2 separate regions of the Mus musculus genome follow, and region 1 is linked to region 2. The links are chromatin contacts, called in public promoter capture Hi-C maps. All regions are on one chromosome and are shown on one strand. Each heading gives the region's core, a stretch centred on a gene start, on an enhancer-like site or on the middle of the called end of the contact. The rest is flanking DNA. Distances are from core to core; before and after follow the strand shown. Region 1 holds the start of Trim6 (tripartite motif-containing 6). Region 2 holds the start of Olfr631 (olfactory receptor 631).

What was found. Promoter capture Hi-C pulls out the DNA fragments that hold promoters and counts their contacts.
Region 1: a promoter capture Hi-C map of hematopoietic stem and progenitor cells shows a contact between it and region 2, with 3 times the contacts expected there. The contact joins the promoter of Trim6 here to the promoter of Olfr631 in region 2. A contact is called at or near these places in 2 of 39 promoter capture datasets (hematopoietic stem and progenitor cells and stem cell-derived epiblast-like cells) and 1 of 115 datasets of contacts at active chromatin or transcription factors (embryonic stem cells).

Annotation. Positions count from the first base shown.
Region 1 is chr7:104,217,339-104,220,081 of GRCm38.p6, forward strand. It overlaps Trim6 (tripartite motif-containing 6), which reads left to right and starts at 1,457. Exons shown (of 8, transcript NM_001013616.2): 1 at 1,457-1,545.
Region 2 is chr7:103,913,700-103,916,399 of GRCm38.p6, forward strand. Olfr631 (olfactory receptor 631) reads left to right here and starts at 1,363. Exons shown (of 4, transcript NM_001271020.1): 1 at 1,363-1,455; 2 at 2,554-2,691.

The DNA of each region.
Region 1 (2,743 bases), core at 207-2,706, 300 kb after region 2:
GCCACCTATTTGTGCTGTCTATAAATCTCTTTTAGGAGCTAATCCCATTGGCAGAGTGTTTGCCCGGACGCACAAAGCCTGGGTTCAATGCTCAACACTGGATCAGCTGGGGCAAGGGGATGCACGCTTGCAATACCGCCACCACCACAGAAGCAGAATCTGGACCATTCTCAGCTACACAGCAAGTTTGAAATCAGCCTGGGAGAAATATGCATGTCACATCACCCTGTCTCAAAACCAAATAAACCTTACCCTTGTATGTTAGACATTGAGCGTCCCATCTTCTCTGCTCTGTTTTTCTATGATTCTTAAGAATGCTTGCACCAGCCAGGCGTGGTGGCACACACCTTTAATCCTAGCACTTGGGAGGCAGAGGCAGGCGGATTTCTGAGTTTGAGGCCAGGCTGGTCTACAAAGTGAGTTCCAGGACAGCCAGGGCTACAGAGAAACCCTGTCTTGAAAAACCAGAAAAAAAAAAAAAAAAAAAAAGGAATGCTTGCACCATGTTTTCCCATCCTCACTCCAAACATCTATTCCTGACTTGACTTTTCATTTTGTGTTTTAAGTTTTTCGAGGCAAAAACACTCTGTAGCCCAGGCTGGTTTAAATTTATGAGTAATCCTCCTGCCTCAGTCTCCTAATGCTGAATTACAATTGTGAGTCAGCCCAGTTCACAGGCTCATGCAGGTAAGGCAAACAATTTACTGCTGAGCCACTTCCTACTCCACCCCCAGCTCCTCCCCAAAGTCTTTCCCCCTCCCCCCATCTTCTGAGATCAGTTGGGTTGTCAGTCTCCCAAACCAGGAAGTTTGGCATTCTTTTCTTTTCACAGTAGCCCTGCCTTTAATAACTTACAGTCTAGGGGTTAGAGAGGTGGCTCAGTGGTTAAGAGCACCGACTGCTTTTCCTGAGTAGTTCAGTTCAATTCCCAGCAATCACATGGTGGCTCACAACCATCTGTAATAGGAATTCGATGCCCTTTTCTGATGTGTCTGAAGACAGCAACAGTGTACTTATATACATAAAATAAATAAATAAATCTTAAAAACAAACAAACAAACAAAAAACCCAAAACCCTTACAGTCCAGTTCCAGTCCAGTTCAGTTTGCATATGTAAATGTATAAGTACTTCAGTATAAAAGTAGTCTTTTGGTTCCATGCGTTAAAATTAGAGATACACACAGGTAATTTAAAGTTGGCAGATTTTTGTAATCCATCAAATGCAGTCACCTTTTAATTGTATGGCTAGACCTTTTATTCTTTAGACATTTCAATATATTGATAGTGAGAACAGGTGTATTAAACACTTGCATACGGTAGAAAGCCTAAGTCTCTAATGATGATGTTCTTAAAGACTGTTCCATAGACTTGTCTAGGGCATCTTCGCATTTCTGACCCGGGGTTTGGTCCCAGCCAGCACAGGGGTCAGCCCCGCCTCCTCCGCCAGGCCCGCCCCTTTTTCCTGGAGTCCGGCTTTAGTACTGGAAGGAGCCGTCTCCTTGGCTGCAAGTCCTCGGCACTGATCCAGGCACGGATTCCAGATTGGTGAGCAAACCCATTTTCTGACCAGTCGTTGCTGTCCCACTGGTGTGTAGAGTCTGTGCTGCCTTACTATTTGTGTTGGGGCTCACGCGTGCAAGAAGAGTTGCGGGACTGCCTCTTTGAGTTTCCTTGAGTTTGGGAAGCATTGGAGAGGCATGTTCGCGGCTAGGAATAGGCAGTATTCCTATAGCCCTAAGCGGGAAACGGGCGTTGAACCTGGATTTTGGAGGCAAAGGCACACTGCTCTGGGAGATTCCCGTTCGGAGTCCCGAGTGGATTCAGAGGTCAACATCTCCTCCCCCAGCTCCAGGAAGTAGGTTTATTCCCCCCAACCCCCAACCCCCTCCCAAGCAGGCCCGGCTTCTTCCAGGAAGAGTTGGGAGATGAGCTACTCTACCTGCCCCGACCCGGTCTACACCGGCTGCAACCAGTCGGAGCTAGGAGCCCTAGGGCCTCTCCAGAGGAAGCCGAGGCAAGCTGGGCGGAGTTAGGAACAGACCCCAGCCAGGATTTCTGGCCCTCGGAATTAGGCTTCCGGACGTGCTCTGGAGAAGTTTGCCTACCGGGTACTCTTCATCTGCGGACCTTCTCTGGGGGTGCCTACCGCCCCGTTACTCTGCTGAGTCACTTCTGACGGAGGCAGGCCGAGACAGTGAGGTGATTTATTGTGAATAACTTGGCTGAGATAGGGAGCATTGAATTTATGTATTCTAAAAGTATGTATGTAAACTCAATTTTTTTTCAGATATATCCTTCTATAACCCAAGCTACCCTATCGCTAACCATCTTCTTGATTCCAACCCTCTTCTCTGGTGTTACGATTACAGGCCTGAGCTACCGACACAGCAAAGGGACATTTATTTTATCAGTCATTTGAGAAAAATAGGTGTTACAGCTAGTTATGTTGCGTGTGTTTCAGTACAGGACCTGAAAATTGGATGCCGTATGTCCCCAGTCTGTTTATTTAGCCTCTGAGCTTTAACATTAAAAAAAAAAATTTATTTATTATTATACATAAGTACAATGTAGCTGTCTTCAGACACACCAGAAGAGGGCATCAGATCTCATTACTGGTGGTTGTGAGCCACCATGTGCTTGCTGGGGTTTGAACTCAGGACCTTCGGAAGAGCAGTCAGTGCTCTTACCCACTGAGCCGTCTCCTTAACATTTTTTTAATATGTAGCGTGGACAGAGCAATACA
Region 2 (2,700 bases), core at 113-2,612:
AGAAAATAGGAACAGAGGTAAGGGCAGTTGCTTTGTGATCCACATCACTCTCATTCTGTCCTCAATTCTCATAAACGACCTGTCTTCCAAATGTGTGCTAATTGTACTTTCACAAATTCTGACAGATCACCTATCTGTTTTACTAAATGTGAGCTTTGTATCCGTGTACATACAGAACTCAGGTTGGAGTGCCTCAAAGAGGACACTAAATTGATGCATTTTGATTAAAATTTAAAAGAATGATTAATTTTAGCTAACCTTCAAAAAGGTAATGTATAGTATGATAAAATAAACCTAAATACCAATTGAGAGAACAAACAAGTCGAAATGCAGAGTGCTTTGTGTTTGCTTAGTTTGTCTGTTTCAATATGACCTTTAAATGCTATTGCTTAACTCTAGACCTTCAATTATATAATTTACATAAGAAAAGCATAACATTGTTATATGGGTTTTATAAATAAACATTGTAAAGCCAGTATCAAAAACTCTACACAAATCCTTCTGGTCCACTTTCCCCAGTTGAAGGCTATGACACAGTTTTCATGCCAGTCTCTAAAAGACCATCCTGGTGCATTTTGAGAGGAAAGAAAAGCAAATACATTGACTAATCATATCATGAAGCAAAAACTGAATTTCTTTCTGAAAATATGAAATTGCACATTAGAGGAGTAAAGAAGGTAAGAGCAGTTAGGAAATCTGATTGCTATTGATCATGTAGGAAGTATCCCTTGTATTCCATGTTGAGTAGAGAACCATAAGGAAGCCTGAGATGTTGGCCTGGACAAGCATTTGCAGGCAATTATACAAGGAATGATTAAAGTAGAGTGCTCTCAAAAGTAGAGTGTCTGGCAGAGAAAAGTGAATTATTTAGCACTGAAAAAGCAGAAATAAACACTGAGTAAATAATGCTGTAGGAAGGTAAGATATTTGAAGTAGTTATGACTCTGGACTTGAAAAGAGATGAGCAATTTAGAAAGCAGTATGACATCCCATAGGTAACCCCCTTCATATATCACGCATAGCCTGTGCAGGAAATTATTCTTTGTCATGGGTGAAGGGAGGGGAATGAAGTCACAACTAACAAGGTTGGTTTTTCATAGAACAGAAAAACAATACAATGTGGTAGGATGACTTTCACTGCCGAACCCAGCCCTGCAGAGTAAGGATGCTCCAGCTTCAGATGACTCTGTACAAGGAGGGATGGGGTGTAATGAAGGACTCTGACTACCTGGGTCCCGCCCATGCAGGGACTACAGCCCTGGGGACTCCTTCTTGGCTCTCAAGTTCTCCCAGTTGAAGTGAAGTGCTTTTCAAGCATAGAGGAAGAAAGAGGATAAATACTTCTCTGAAAGAAATCAGCACGAGGCCTCTCCCTGACTTTGCAGCCATTCTGGTCTACAGTACAAACTGCTCTGACTTCATGGGTTTTTTTTTTTTTTTAATTAACATCAGCTGGTAAGTGTCTGCCACTATCTTCTCTTGGAGTGGTGTGGTAGAGAGACCTAGAAGGGAGGGTGGAGGATATGCAGGAAAGGGGTAGGGGGAAGGAATGAATTTTCTGCGAGAGCAATGAGCCCTAATTTGAGCTTCTTCCCGACATGTTTGAGTGACCTTCTGTAAATGTGTTACTCATATTTACCTCACTGAAGCTCAGGTGTTTTTCACTTGAAAAATTAAATCTGAGAATCTGAACTCTCTACAGAAACTCCTCTACTTCTGATGTCCTCAGAGAAAGACAGGGTCAGGCTCAGAGAGAAGGGCCTGATATCATTGGAGAATATGAGAGACCATCTGCAGTGTTATCTTATCATTAGGGAACAGTGTTGCCCCATCCTTATGACTGGACCAGCCAGGCTCTTTCTAGGCCATGCCCAGAGATTAGATTTCCACTGGCACCAAAGGATCAGCTTACTGCTCTATGTGTGCCTCTCCTTGCCCAGCTCTGAACTACACTCAGTATGCCTCTTTCTGTCCTAAACAAAGAGACATTCATTTTTCTAACACATACATTAAGTGCATTTTGACTCTCAGACCTGTGTACACAGTGGAGAATCTAGCTCTGCTCTGCAGGTATTAATGATCACAACCTGTCATGCCAATCTTACTATCCCAGAATGATCTCCTTCTCCACAGTCCACCTCTACTCTATTCAAAAGAGGCATGTTCCACCATGGTGGGGACATTCTTGAGATCTCACTAGGAGGGATCTGTTTGGAATAATTATGTTCAAAACATAAGAAACAGTGTTTCCACCAATAATTCATTCTAGAAATAGCAAATACTAAATTTGATTTTTAAAAAAAATAGGTATAGCAAAAGTAGCTAATTTTTCATCATTTATTAGGAAATCCCATTTTGAGAACTTTTCTCATATTTCATCTATATTTGTTCTGCTTTGACTGTGGCAGTTTCACAGTCATTAAGCATTGACTATGAATTGATAGACAAGACTTCTGTTTTTCTGTGAAAATTTATATATGGGTATTACTCTTCCTCCAAGAACCACCGTCGCGCATTGCCAAGATAAATTACCTGTAATTTTCATTCTAAAAGGAGTTATCCAAGTTCCACCATTATCTCTGTGGACTTCTTGGTTCCAACGAATCCTTCTTCTTGTCTGTTGTGCCATGTCACACTGAAGTCAGTGACAAGAGCCAAGCCTGAACTTCAAACACCCAGGCAGAACAAGAGGTGAGTAGA